2 separate regions of the Mus musculus genome follow, and region 2 is linked to region 1. Evidence: chromatin contacts called from public promoter capture Hi-C data. All regions are on one chromosome and are shown on one strand. The core of a region is the stretch at or near the end of the contact, and the rest is flanking DNA. Distances in the headings are between cores, read along the strand shown.

Region 1 (6,746 bases), core at 1,679-4,178:
AATTCATTCTATGACTAAAAGAATCCATTATTCTGCAAGACCTCAGACAACACACTCAGCTCTGCTACTCTTGTTCCACAACAGACATGCGCACTGAGAGTTATGTGATTCAGAGCTGGTTTCTGTAAGATGACTCAAGATTACGAATCTCTATCAGCTGGGAGATTTTGGCTCCACATGAAACTCCACAATGCTGTCACTGGGTAATTTCTATGACCCATGCTTTCTATCTTAAACTGTCTGGTGGGATCATGTGTTGAAATCAGAGTTTGCTGCTAAACTTGGGTGGACTTTTAAATTTATGGAGACAATGACTGTTCATATTATCCCCTATACTTTAGAGATGTGTAAATTGTGAGCCATCAGATATCCACTTAGGGATAGTATGTTAATTAAAAAGGCAGATCTCAAACCTTGGCAGAGACCAGGTGCCTGGCAAATGATAGATAGATAGATAGATAGATAGATAGATAGATAGATAGATAGATAGATAGATAGACAATTCAAACATTTTTCTATGTGTTTTTAATCTGCTGTGACATTTCTTCATCATCATGCTGAAATGAATTCAGAGAAAATTGCCTTTCCTTCATTCTCCTCTATCTTTAATTGATCTGTCCAAAACACTGAGTGTGTGTGCATCATAGTAAGTGCTAAATTTAGTGGTACACTTATTGGCATTTATTTTGATTCTGCAAAATGATTCACAAGCCATTTGAGTTTTTTATTTACCCTGAATGTGGGTAATGTCAAAAGAGATAATTAGGTGTCCCTCAACAAAGTCCTGATCTTGTCACCGACCCTCTTCATGGTCTCTTTCACCTCTTTGTTGCGAAGGGAATAGATGATAGGAATGGAGTTAGGAGGGCATACACTAAGGCAATAAGCTAGTCAGTGCCCTCAGGTCTGCTCTGAGATGAACCCACATACATAGTAAAAGCAGAAGCATAGAACAGTGCAACCACTGTCATATGGGAGGAGCATGTGGAGAAGGCTTTGGCTCGACTGGCAGCTGAAGGCAGCTTCAGGAGAGCTGTCAGAATACCCCCATAGAGTCCCAAGATGAGGACAAAATTGCATCCAGTGGCCACACCAATCACTGCCCCATGAACCCGAGCATGCCAGCTTGTGTCTACACATGCCAACCGCATTAGTGGTGCCAGGTCACAAAAGTAACAGGCTATCCCTTTCAAGCAACATGGCAGTGAGACATGCAGGCACCAGGTCACCTGTAAAGCTAGCCACTCAAGTGGTACCTGCTAGCCATAGCTGTACCTGTCTGCTCATGAGTGCAGGGAACTGAAGACATTCATCCTTTTGTCTTTACATCTTTGCATGGTTCAAAAAGTCAGTTCTTCCCACAGGACCTGTACCCACCATGTTTCCTGGTCGCCTCAATTCAGAGTGCAGACAGTGATTTTATAAATTGTTTATAATGCCAATTGACTAGGCTACTTTGTTTCTCATCCCACTCTCTTTCCTATTAGAGGAAACCTCCACTCCATCTTCCAACATTATTTATCAGAATATTGTCCAAATGTACTGAACTCCATGTACTTTTGTGTTCTGTTTTCATATCTCCCTGGTGTCCATCCCAACATTTGCGCAATGCTCTCTTCCAAAATCTTTAACTAATTTCAATATCTTCTTGGTCTTTCTTCAAAAATCCGGTCTGAAACATTAACACATAGCCAGACCAGATTCTAGAAATTAAACCAACTCACTTTCTAACTAAGTTCCATCTGCCTGAGAAAAGGTGAACGTCATTTTGTTTCTTCCCCTTCAAATCTGTGTCCTCACCCACTCCTACGTTGGTAGGTTCAGGGACTATATTTGTCTTACAACATTTTACAATGTGTCCTAATGAAAGATTTCATGAGTTGAAAATTTGACATATCATCGAAACAACTAGTTAATTGTCTATACAATAAGCAGGGAAATCTTTCAATTTTCATATGATGGAATACAATAAACCTAGCAGACTTCAAGTCATTTCAGCACAGCATTAATCCTCTGTGTGACCCTCTTAAAAGCCTCTTTTACTTCCTTATTGCGAAGAGTATAAATAATAGGGTTGAAGAAAGGGGTGAGCAAAGTATATACCAAGGCAATAAGCTTGTCTCTGCCTTCAGCTCGAATCTCTGGTGGGCCCACATAGACAATGAAGGCAGAGCCAAAGAACAGTGTCACTACGGTTATATGGGAGGAACAGGTGGAAAAGGCTTTTGCACGACTAGCAGCTGAAGGCAGCTTCAGCACAGCTCTCACAATACCTCCATAGAGTCCCAAGATGAAAGTAAGATTGCATGTATTGATCATGCCAATCACTGCAATATAAAGCCGAGCATGCCAGCTAGTGTCCACACATGCCAACTGCATCACTGGTGCCAGGTCACAAAAGTAATGGGCCACCTCTTTCAAACAATAAGGTAAAGAGGCAGTGAGACCTGCAGGCACCAGGGCAGCTGAAAAACCAGCCAACCATGTAACCCCAACTAACTGTTTCTGTACCTGTCTGCTCATGAGTGCATGGTAGTGCAGTGGACGACAGATAGCAAGGTAGCGGTCCAGAGCCATGACACCTAGCAGGTAGCACTCGGTCATGCCCAAGGAGTGGAAGACATACAGCTGGACAAAGCATGCAGACGAGGGGATGGGTGAAGGCCCATGGAGCAAGGTATGCAGCAAGGTGGGCACTGTGGTGCTGACATACCAGAGTTCCAGGAAGGAGAGGACACTGATAAAGAAGTACATGGGAGTGGACAGCCCTGAATCTGCCTGGATCAAGACAATGATGAACAAGTTCCCTGCCAGTGTGAGGAGATAGATGCACAGGGTTCCAAAAACTGCAAGATGTTGCAGGGTGCCAGAGGTAGTGAAACCAGCAAGGATGAAGGTCCGTGTCCAGGTATAGTTGACATGATCCATGATTCCTGGGAATGAAAGAAAAAGGCAGTAAATAATCACCTTTATGTTTTTCCTCTGGACAATGTTCCCCAGAGACCAAAGTATAGAACACACAAGTCAAAATCACATATTGTCTACTCAATCCATTCCATCTACAGGATGAAAGAGGATTTGACTACTAGTAGTCAGAAGTGGTTTGTTTAATATCTGTTGGTGACAGTGGCCACATAGAATTATTGTTTTAATTCACAGAACAACATTTGTAGACTATGGCAGCAGTCAGGCCTAAGATTTTCTCCTCTCTGCTTTGCCAAAAAAAAAAAAAAAAAAAAGAAAAAAAAAGAAAAAGAAAAAAGAAAAAAAAGAAAAAAAAGAAAAATCCCAACAAATAAAATGATAGGAAAATTCTGCTTCTTTCTCCTACCATTCCTAGTTAAGTGCTCCCATGATAATTCGAAATTATGATCCTTATTGTATACTGGATTCAACAACTAGGATATAGTAGGAAAAGGAGACTTATGTTCATTCATTAACATCTAAGTCTTATTGGGGGTTCTCCAGGTTTGTTTAGAACTCATCAAGGTTCTTATCAAAGGTGGAAAGAGAAAATGATGGACAAGAAACAAGGCTATCTTAGGAACATATCTCAAAGCTGAATACTTTTGGGAAACATGAATAATCCATTGGCTAAGAGGATGTGTTTTCTGGAAGTATTCTAGTGGGAGATACACTTCAGAATACTGCAGTGGGTAGGAGAAAGGGAGAAGTACAAAGCAAAGCCCCTATGAGATGTGTCAAGAGGTGCTAAAGTAGTACAAGCAATGCCTTATTTCAGGAGTCGTATTTCCTCATTTGTCTTCACCACCAACTCAACGTGAATCTTGATCCAAACCAACACTTCCTCTGTGGCTGAAGTCCTGTAACTGAAGAAGTTTAAGTTACAGGTTCCCGAAGTTTCTGACGTGGTAATAGCTTATGATTCTCTAGTTATTGATTGATTTGTACTAGGTTCCTCATGGACAGCCTTTATTAATATCTGCAGAATGTCATGCTCATACTCAAATGGAAATTATTCAGAAAAGGTCAATTATTCAGCTGCCTCCTGCTGCTTTTTTTTTTTTTTTTTTTGCTGTTCTTACCTCTTGTGTGCCACCTCCAACCATTACCTCATTCTTTTGGTTACAACAGAACTAGTCTCATTCTTCTTGGTATCACTTCTATCCCAAGACACTCCCTTATTTATAATTCCTGCTCCTGGAAACAAAGCTCTCCCACAAACTCCTTAATAAACGTTCCCTGAGGTTACTATGACTAACTCTCAGTATGGATCCCTCTGGGGCAAGAAGTGAGGCCCACAGAAATGAGTCAGATGAGATGTGTGTGTCTCGCCAATGACTTACCTCTGCATCTACACTTTGGAGTTCTGCAATCTAATCCAGGGATATTGCCTGTCTTGCAATGACCATATAACATGACATTAAGGAAACAATCTAGTACTCATATCTTCATTCACACATAAAGAATAACAACTTTAGGAAAGGGGAATTGCTTTGCCCCTTTAAAATTACACTTGCCTGGAGATTTGCCATCATTCTGCATCATTTGCCTTATGACTTAACAACCTAATCCACACGGTAGCTTTTTGTTTTCTGCTGAATGACCCTATTTCTTCCTTCATACCATCACCTCATACTGCAGTGGCCATAATGGGTTCTCTGGTCCAATGTTCTGCAGATATTAATAAAGGTTGGCTGTCCATAAGGAACCTAGTACAAATCAATCAATAACTAGAGAATCATAAGCTATCACCATGTCAGAAACTTCGGGAACCTGTAACTTAAACAAGCTATCACCATGTCGGATGGGTGCTGAGCTTCGGGAACCTGTAACTTAAACTTCTTCAGTTACAGAACTTCAGCCACAGAGGAAGTGTTGGTTTGGATCAAGATTCACGTTGAGTTGGTGGTGAAGACAAATGAGGAAATACGACTCCTGAAATAAGGCATTGCTTGTACTACTTTAGCACCTCTTGACACATCTCATAGGGGCTTTGCTTTGTACTTCTCTCTTCTTCCTAGCCACTGCAGTATTCTCTGGTAGTATTCCAGATTTTATTTTACTTTTAAAATTATTGATTTATCTGTATTGTATACCTGCGTACCTATTTATGTGTGCTCAAAGACCAGAGGAAGGCATCAGATCATCTGGAGCTAGAGTTACAGGCAGTATGAGCAGCCAGAGATGGGTGCTTAGAGTTCCATAAGGTCCTCTGTAAGAACAGCAAGTATACTTACCTGCAGCACAATATCTCTAGTTCTCTGCTAATGCTATTCTAAATGCAGTATTCTAAATCCCCATCAATAGGATTGCTACCAGTTCTCAATAAATGTCACCACCATTTTTCCCCTGGACATCTTAATGCAATAAGTTTGTTTCTTTTTTTCTTTTCTTTCTTTCTTTCTTTTTTTATTTTTTTACAAAATATTTGTACTCTAATTTTCTTTAAAACTCTTTATATCAGTATCTGAATTTTTTTTAAATCTCATCTGAGTACTATCTCAGATTTTCATTTGGATAGATTTACAGTCCAGATGAATAACAAGATAACTGGATTTACCCACTGAGTGTGAAGCATTAAACTTGTTCATTGATCCAAAGGTACTGTCTTCTTAATGTCAATGAAAAAGACAAGGGAAGATACAGTAGTTAAGTGAAAGTAATAATGTATTCTCTTTATAATAATAGACAGGTCACATTAAGTGGGAATAAAATACTCGATCCCTGACATTGAGCTTCCTGTGGAAAGTTTAGCACTGGACACCAAGATATAATATATACATTGGTTATAACTACTAATACAGCTTCAGGATGGGCAGGGACTATAGCGTACTTCCTATGAAATATTTGACCATTCACTTGGGTAAATAATTGCAACTGTCCTTCAATACAATGCTGTATCTTCTCCAGTCCCAAACAATTCAGTGGCCACTGTTCATCTAAACTCTTAAATTAACAATGGGGCAGTCTCAGAGTGGCAAGGTTAATCCTCTGAATTTATCTTACCTTCACATCACATTTGTCCTTCTCCATTCCTCTTTTGTCTGCCAACTCTAAGAGATGTCATCCAATTTCTACATTTAATGAGATCTCTCCATTAACTGAATAGACTATGCATACCATTACCTATGTCTCTCGGCTTATTAATAATCAGATATAAATACCTGAGCATAGAAATGGTACATGCTATCTAGCATCAAGTAGAAGAGCAATGTGTAACCATTGAGTTGTAATCTAGAGCAAATCCAGGTGGCTTTTAAAATATTCTATTTTTTGAAAGTAAGACTGTACATAATATGTACAAAAATTCACTGGGCCATTAGTAAACATTTAAAAAATGTCAAATGATTATAAGAAATAAGGAGTGAATAAGTGAATACTTTATAATATTAAGAACATTATAGAAGAGTAAAAAGAAAGATTATAAGAGCCAGAGAGTGTGGATGAGTACAACAAGCATATTTTTTCTGGACATAACAAGGCAGATATCCTTAGGAACTCACATCAGTTATGACAGCATCCACTAGACTTGTTTAACATCAAGCCAGACAAAATCACAGCATGGAGAGCAGAGATGGACATGAAGTCCCGGTCTAAGCTGAGGAGCTATTGGTAACTGGTAGCTTTAGGTAGGGGGAGAGTCAGTTTTCTTTAAGGATATGGGCCTTATTCATGGAAGGTCACATATCTAAGGATATTCTGGCACCCCAAGTAGGGCTTGATGGGTTTACATTTAAAGTGGAGATAGGGGTAAAGAGGACACAGAGTTACGTTGATAGGGA
Region 2 (6,746 bases), core at 1,871-4,370, 400 kb before region 1:
ACCCACACCACAATACATACACCATGCACACCCACACTATATACACATACACATGAAGACATACACCATGTACTTAAACTCCACACACACATACACAAACACAGACACACTACACATTTATACGTACTACATATAACACATATACAAATGTACACACGTTACACACATATACAGCATATACACATATACAAATGTACACGTTACACACACAAAAATTCTTTTTATAAAATGTTTCTAATGTTTTCTGAGTAATACATTTTTCTGTTGTCTCAAAGTATTAATAACAGACATGCTAATTTGGGGCAATAATATCATATACTTGAAATATTAATGTAGAGGCTTAATTTTTCAGCTATATCACCAATATTACTTGAAGCAACTCATTTGAACATACTTGCACGCACGCGCACACACACACACACACACACACACACACACACACACACACACACACACTACTTAATAGTGGTGCTGTTTATAGGTTCATAGTTGTGCAAAGTGAAGAATGGTAGATCCTGAAGACATTGTACCATGGACATTGTCTCTTGCTTGAGAAGAGCAATAGTTTTCTCCAAGCAGTCTCCCATTTCAGTATAGACAGCTTTTGAGAATAATGATATTCTATAATATGAACTTAGTGATAATTTATTAAGTATTTTGTGTCTAGTTATTCATCTGGGTATTTCCATTTCTTTTAATTTATTTGTTTTACACATTTATGAGGACTCAAAAGTTACTTTGCCAGAAAACCTCAGGTATTCCTAAAAAGATTTCTGTGAATTTCACCGGATTCAGCAAAAGTATTTTGAAATCAGGCCACTTTGGGGCTTTATCTACCTTCAGAACAAAAATAGCTGCTTGGAGGAAAAGCACTGTGTACAGTTAGACGATCCAGGAAGAATCCTACAGCTTGCTCACATTGTTACCCTGTTCTTTCCATTGTCACTAGTTCTTAATATATGTAGAAGTCTAGATTGATCATTTATTAAGAGTTTTTACTATTTAAAACATGTTGGAAAACCAACTATTTTAAAATATTTTTCAGGAAAAGACCCACAAAAAAAAAAAAGGAAAAGACCCACTAAAGTCCTTAGGATTTCATCTGTCCAAATTATGTATATGCCCTTATTATGTACTTCCTCTTACATATCATAGCATAAATCTAAATTTACATTTGCTAGTTACACAAATTCAATTTCCAAAACCTATTACATTTTGAGGTATTAAGATCAGAAATTCAATATATACTCTTCTGTAGAGCACAATTCATTCAGTAAATGCTATCTAAATAATTTTTATTTGTTATATTTATATTGTTCATATATCTTCCACCAAGGACTCAGTCTTTCAAATATACTTGAGAGGTCTGGGCAGATTGGCTCATGGGCAATGTCCTTGTTGCATAAGCAGGAGGACCTGAGTTTACATCTCCAGCATTTATATAAAAAAAACAGGTATTTATAATGCCAACTCTGGGAGGCAGAGCTAGGAGAACTCAGAAATTCTGGTCTATCCAATCATTGACCTCCAGATTCAGTGACAGGCAGTGTCTCAGAAATATGAAAAAGAAAAAAGAAAAAAGAAAAAACAAAAAACAAAAAGCAAAAAACAAGGGTAGTGGAAGGTAGTTGATGTTGCCTTCTGGACCCCACAAATGAATGCACTTATTCACACGCCACCCAATATTTGGACAGGTGATCATAGCATCTTCATGTACAAATTTATTTAAAAGGATTTTGAATGAAGTTGTAATATACGCTGTAAATATGTTTTGCTTTGTTTCGTTGAATTTTATGTATAATTTTTAAAAAGTCTTAGCAGTACTGTGTGGCTGATGAATAAATACAGTCCAACTTAGGAAATGCACAGTGGCCATCGACCTAAGTATACCAGAACAAAAATTTTAATTTTAATTTAACTTTATTTTTATTTTATGCATATGGGTGGTTTGTGTATGTCTGTGCACCATGTGCTTCATGTTGCCAGTGGAGGCTAGAAAAGGGCATTAGATCTCTTGAAACTGGACTAACAGAGGGTTGTGAACTCCCATGTGAGTGCTGGGAATTGAACTGAGGTTCTCTAGAAGCGTATCTAGTGCTCTTAACTGCTGAGCTATCGCTCCAGTGTGATTCTGTAAATTTTTTAACTACTAAAATCCCCATCTCCCCCAGAACCACTTCTATTGCAAAGTATAGTCTTTTTTAGGGCCATTTTTACATCACGATTTCTCAAACAGTATATGATGGGGTTGAGAAGGGGAACAACAACAGTGTAGAGAACTGACACCACTTTGTTTGAATTGTAGGCATACATGAGCTTAGGACGGGCATAAGTAAAAAGTGTTGTGGAGTAAAAAAGAGTTACAACTGTCAGATGAGAGGCACAGGTGGAGAAGGCCTTTTGACGACCCTGAGCTGACGGGATCTTGAGAATGGTGACAAGGATGATGGCATAAGATGTCACAACCACACAAAGAGGGACAGCAATGACCATGAGGGCCAAGAAGAAGTCTACTAGCTCTGCCTGAGAGGAGTCCTCGCAGGAGACATTGAGGAGTGGAGAGATATCACAGAAGTAGTGATTGATGTGTGGTGTGCCACAGTAGCGCAGTCGAGCTATGAAAACCATCTTGATCATGGCAGTCATGAGCCCACAGAACCAGCATCCCCCAGCCATTACTCCACAGAGCTGGTTGGTCATAATAACAGGGTAGCGTAGTGGATTGCAAATGGCTACATAGCGATCAAAGGCCATGACAGCAAGGAGTATGTACTCAGTGCAGACAAAGGTCACAAAGAAGTAAAGTTGTGTCATGCAGCCATTGAATGAGATGCTCTTGTCCTTGCTGAGGAAGTCTACCAGCATCTTGGGACTGATGACAGTGACATACCACATCTCTAGGAAAGAGAGGTGGCTTAGAAAGAAGTACATGGGCTTGTGCAGTTGCCCATCACTGCGTATGGCCAGGATGATGAGAAGGTTCTCTGCCAGTGTCAGCAGATAGGTTACCAGGAAGACAGAGAAGAGCAGAAACTGGAAGGCTGGTCGTGATGGAAATCCAAGAAGAACAAAATGTGTTGTCTCAGTCCAATTGTCTACTTGCAGACCCTTGATAACCATGGCTGGCTGTGTGCATAGGCAACGTCAGTTCCTTCTGTGTCCCAAGAACTACCCTGAGATTGATTAAACTGACAACCTGCCTCTAGCAATTAATCCTAATGAGAGCCTTCCTGCTTTTATGTATTTGTGTCTACTTGAATTATGAACTGAAACTCTTGAGCATCAATTAGGTATAGGGAGTCTGTATTTTGAGTTTTAAAATATTAGCTTATGAGGTGTGATTTGTCCAGGTCATAGAGCAGTACAATTAGACCTCTGGAGTCCAAGCACTGTGCTTTTTCAGCATATCACTGCTGGGCATAAGGCAGGCCCTTTGCATCTTTATATCACCCTTTCACTATGGTCAAAGCATCCCTTGTATCCCAGTGTAAGAGAAGTAGGAGATTCAGTTTCTCACTAGGTGTAATTTGTATGATGAGGAGGTTAGTTTCAGTCTCCTACTTATCTGCAAAATAGAGACAGATTTGTTTAACCTAAAGTATTACAAAGCAACAGTTGTACACACCTACAGGTTCATATCAAATAAAAGTGCTATATGAACACTTACAACCTTCTCAGAGGATAAAGTTGGATGAATAATTTGATGGACATTTCTTTCAATCCAATCCACTGTATAGCCATCTCGATGGACAATATGACAAATATAGGTTTAAACCCCACCCTTGTTGTTGTCTAGCTAAGAGAACATAGCATATAAGCTTTCAAAAATATTTGTTATTTTATTTTTAGGTAAGCATCATAGGATGCCATCTGCATTTTGTAAACATCAAATGGGATTTAGCATTTAAGTTCCTATAGGTATCTACTGCTATTTTTTCTTTTTTTTTTTTTAAATAATACTTTCTTTTTTTAATATTTATTTATTTATTATATGTAAATACACTGTAGCTGTCTTAGACACTCCAGAAGAGGCATCCGATTTCGTTACAGATGGTTGTGAGCCACCATGTGGTTGCTGGGATTTGAACTCAGGACCTTTGGAAGAGCAGTCGGTGCTCTTAACCCCTGAGCCATCTCACCAGCCCTGCTATTTTTTCAAAGCTACTGTTCTTAGGCCCAAATCAACACACATTTTCTTCTCTATAATTTGCCCCTCCCCATCTTACCAATAAGAAAACTGAAAAATGAAATGGTGAAAATGTCAGCTATTTGTTAATGGAAAAGGAGGAAGAAATTGACAGTTTTCTGAATGTTAAAGAACTCATTGATTTGGGAATGATAGTACAAAAATCTTTTCTGTTAGTAGGACTTCTTTTCTGGTACTTAAGCCAAGCATGGCCCCTCTCAAGGATGGGCTGAGACTTCCTCCAGAACTTCTCAGAACAGAAGCAGTCCCTGGTTTCCAGCACTTTTACAATTTGTCCTTTTTTTTTTCCTCCAGTCATTCCTGTTCCTTATTTCTCAACATCAATGTTTTTAGGGCATAAATATATAGAACAAATCAGAGAGGGCCATTTCCTGAAGCAATGGTCAAACAGAGAGGGGAGGGGGAAGAAAGAGAGAGGAGAGAGGAGAGAGGAGAGAGGAGAGAGGAGAGAGGAGAGAGGAGAGAGAGAGAGAGAGAGAGAGAGAGAGAGAGAGAGAGAGAGAGAGAGAGAGAGAGAGAAACTGCTGAGCAAATTTAACATTTGTTTTATGCTGGAATGCAATTTTCTTTAATTATTTTTGCATTTAATCATTTGTGGGTGTGCATGCATTCATGTGTGTGTGTGTGTTGAAGTCACAGGAAAATCTACATGAGTTTGTTCTGTCTTTTATTATGTGGATTCTGCAGATAGAACTCCAGTCATCAGAGATGAGGTGGCAAGAATCCTGCTGGCCCATCTCATTGATCCAGGATATAGTTTCATATGCGCATACATCTCCATGCATACATAAAAGCAAAAATGAGACATTGATGACCACAGTCTAATCTTCACTAGTAGAACTGTGGTGTCAGTAGGGATTACAAATGTGAGATTTAGGAGTCCTCAGATTTTTCTTCATCATCTTTTTTTCTTTTAATCTCTGAATTCAATTTCTATTTGTCTTTCTTTCTCTACATCTCCATTTAAATCATTCCTTTTCGACTAACAAGGGTTTGCGTTGCTGTTTGGGGGATGATTTTTGGTCTATGCTAGTATGTTTCAACTTCCAGATCCAAGTGCTTAGGTCAGTTACTGCACACATTTTTACATTCTAGAAAATGACAGGCAAACCAATGAGGCAGCATGCACTAGCTGGTGCCTATATGTATATGAGGTTCCTGATACATATGTAGCCAAGGACTGCTGGATCTGGCCTCAGTGATAGAAGACACACCTAACCCTCAAGAGATGTGAAGCCCCATGGAGTGGGGAGGTCCGGTGAGGTGGAGGTGTGAGGGGTGGTGGGGACATCCTCTTGGAGACAGGGGAGGCGGAATGGGATGAGGAACAGTTGGAGGGCAGATCGGAGAAGGATAGCGACTAGAGTGGAAAAAAAGATTAACTAATAATAAAAATAAAAGGAGAAAAGAACGTGTGTTATTCTGCAAGCATTTCCCATTGCCTCTAAAGAATCATAACAGACAATATAGTTCTAAGCTGGCTCTAGGATATCATCCAACACACAAAGAACACAAAGGAAATGCTTTCATTGAAACCATGTCACCCTCATTCCTTCCTCTTTGATACCCAACAGCAATAAAGATGTCCAGACACGTGTTCAGAACCAGAGATAAATTAACATAAGACACATGGAAAAATAGACAGAAGAGAGTATCAGACAGTATATCAGAGTCTGTCTGAACCATTTCTTCCTTATACCGTGAGTCTTAGCTCTGAGATCTTTAGTCATTGAGTAAAATTAATAATTAGAAGTGCAATATCGTTGCATTGAAACTCTAACCTATCATAGTAAATAGAGGTATAAACTATGGAATTAAACTATAATATTGGAATATATATAATTGTTGTATTTTGATCAGCAAGAAAATGAATACATGAACTGAGAGAATGTTTTATCAAAGATACACACAATGTAAATATACTAAGGAGTTGAGGCTCCAAATCTCCAGGGCTGGCTTGTTTGAATCACATCCTACCAGTTTCTGAGACTAGAGAGAGAGAGAGAGAGAGAGAGAGAGAGAGAGAGAGAGAGAGAGAGAGAGAGAGAGACTGTGACTTTCTTACTGAGTCGCCTCGCCTCCAGAGGGTGTTCTGCAGCAACCAAGTCCTGGGGAGGTTGTGTCCAATGCATGAAAGCATCACCACTGCTGAGAGCTGCCTCACTCTGCGTATCTGAAAGCACACTGATGCCATTCCCAGAGAACTCTGCAGTCAGGGACTTAGCAGGAATATGTGTCATGCTCCCCAATTGATCTAGGGAATGTTCAATATTTATCTCATAATGACACTGCTAGTAGCTTACTAGCCTCAGTGACAGAATTGAGATTAAATAATCAATATACAATTGCTTTAGTATATGTATATGTGAGGATAAATGGTATTAAGTGGGACACATACAAACATATATGATGTGTGTGTGTATGAGAGAGACAGAGAGAGGGAGAGAGAGACAGACAGACAGACAGACAGACACGCACACACACACAGAGAGAGAGAGAGAGAGAGAGAGAGAGAAAGAGAGAGAGAGAGAGAGAGAGA

What was found. Promoter capture Hi-C pulls out the DNA fragments that hold promoters and counts their contacts.
Region 2: a contact with region 1 is called in a promoter capture Hi-C map of the HPC-7 cell line. The contact joins the promoter of Olfr220 here to the promoter of Olfr432 in region 1. A contact is called at or near these places in 8 of 39 promoter capture datasets (the C10 cell line, the HPC-7 cell line, cranial neural crest and 5 more) and 1 of 9 other capture datasets (liver).

What each region holds. Positions count from the first base shown.
Region 1 is chr1:174,046,557-174,053,302 of GRCm38.p6, reverse strand. It overlaps Olfr432 (olfactory receptor 432), which reads right to left and starts at 2,928. Exons shown (of 1, transcript NM_146716.2): 1 at 1,990-2,928. The coding sequence starts at 2,928. The coding sequence ends at 1,990. It also overlaps the pseudogene Olfr431-ps1.
Region 2 is chr1:174,444,999-174,451,744 of GRCm38.p6, reverse strand. It overlaps Olfr220 (olfactory receptor 220), which reads right to left and starts at 3,120. Exons shown (of 1, transcript NM_207694.1): 1 at 2,143-3,120. The coding sequence starts at 3,120. The coding sequence ends at 2,143.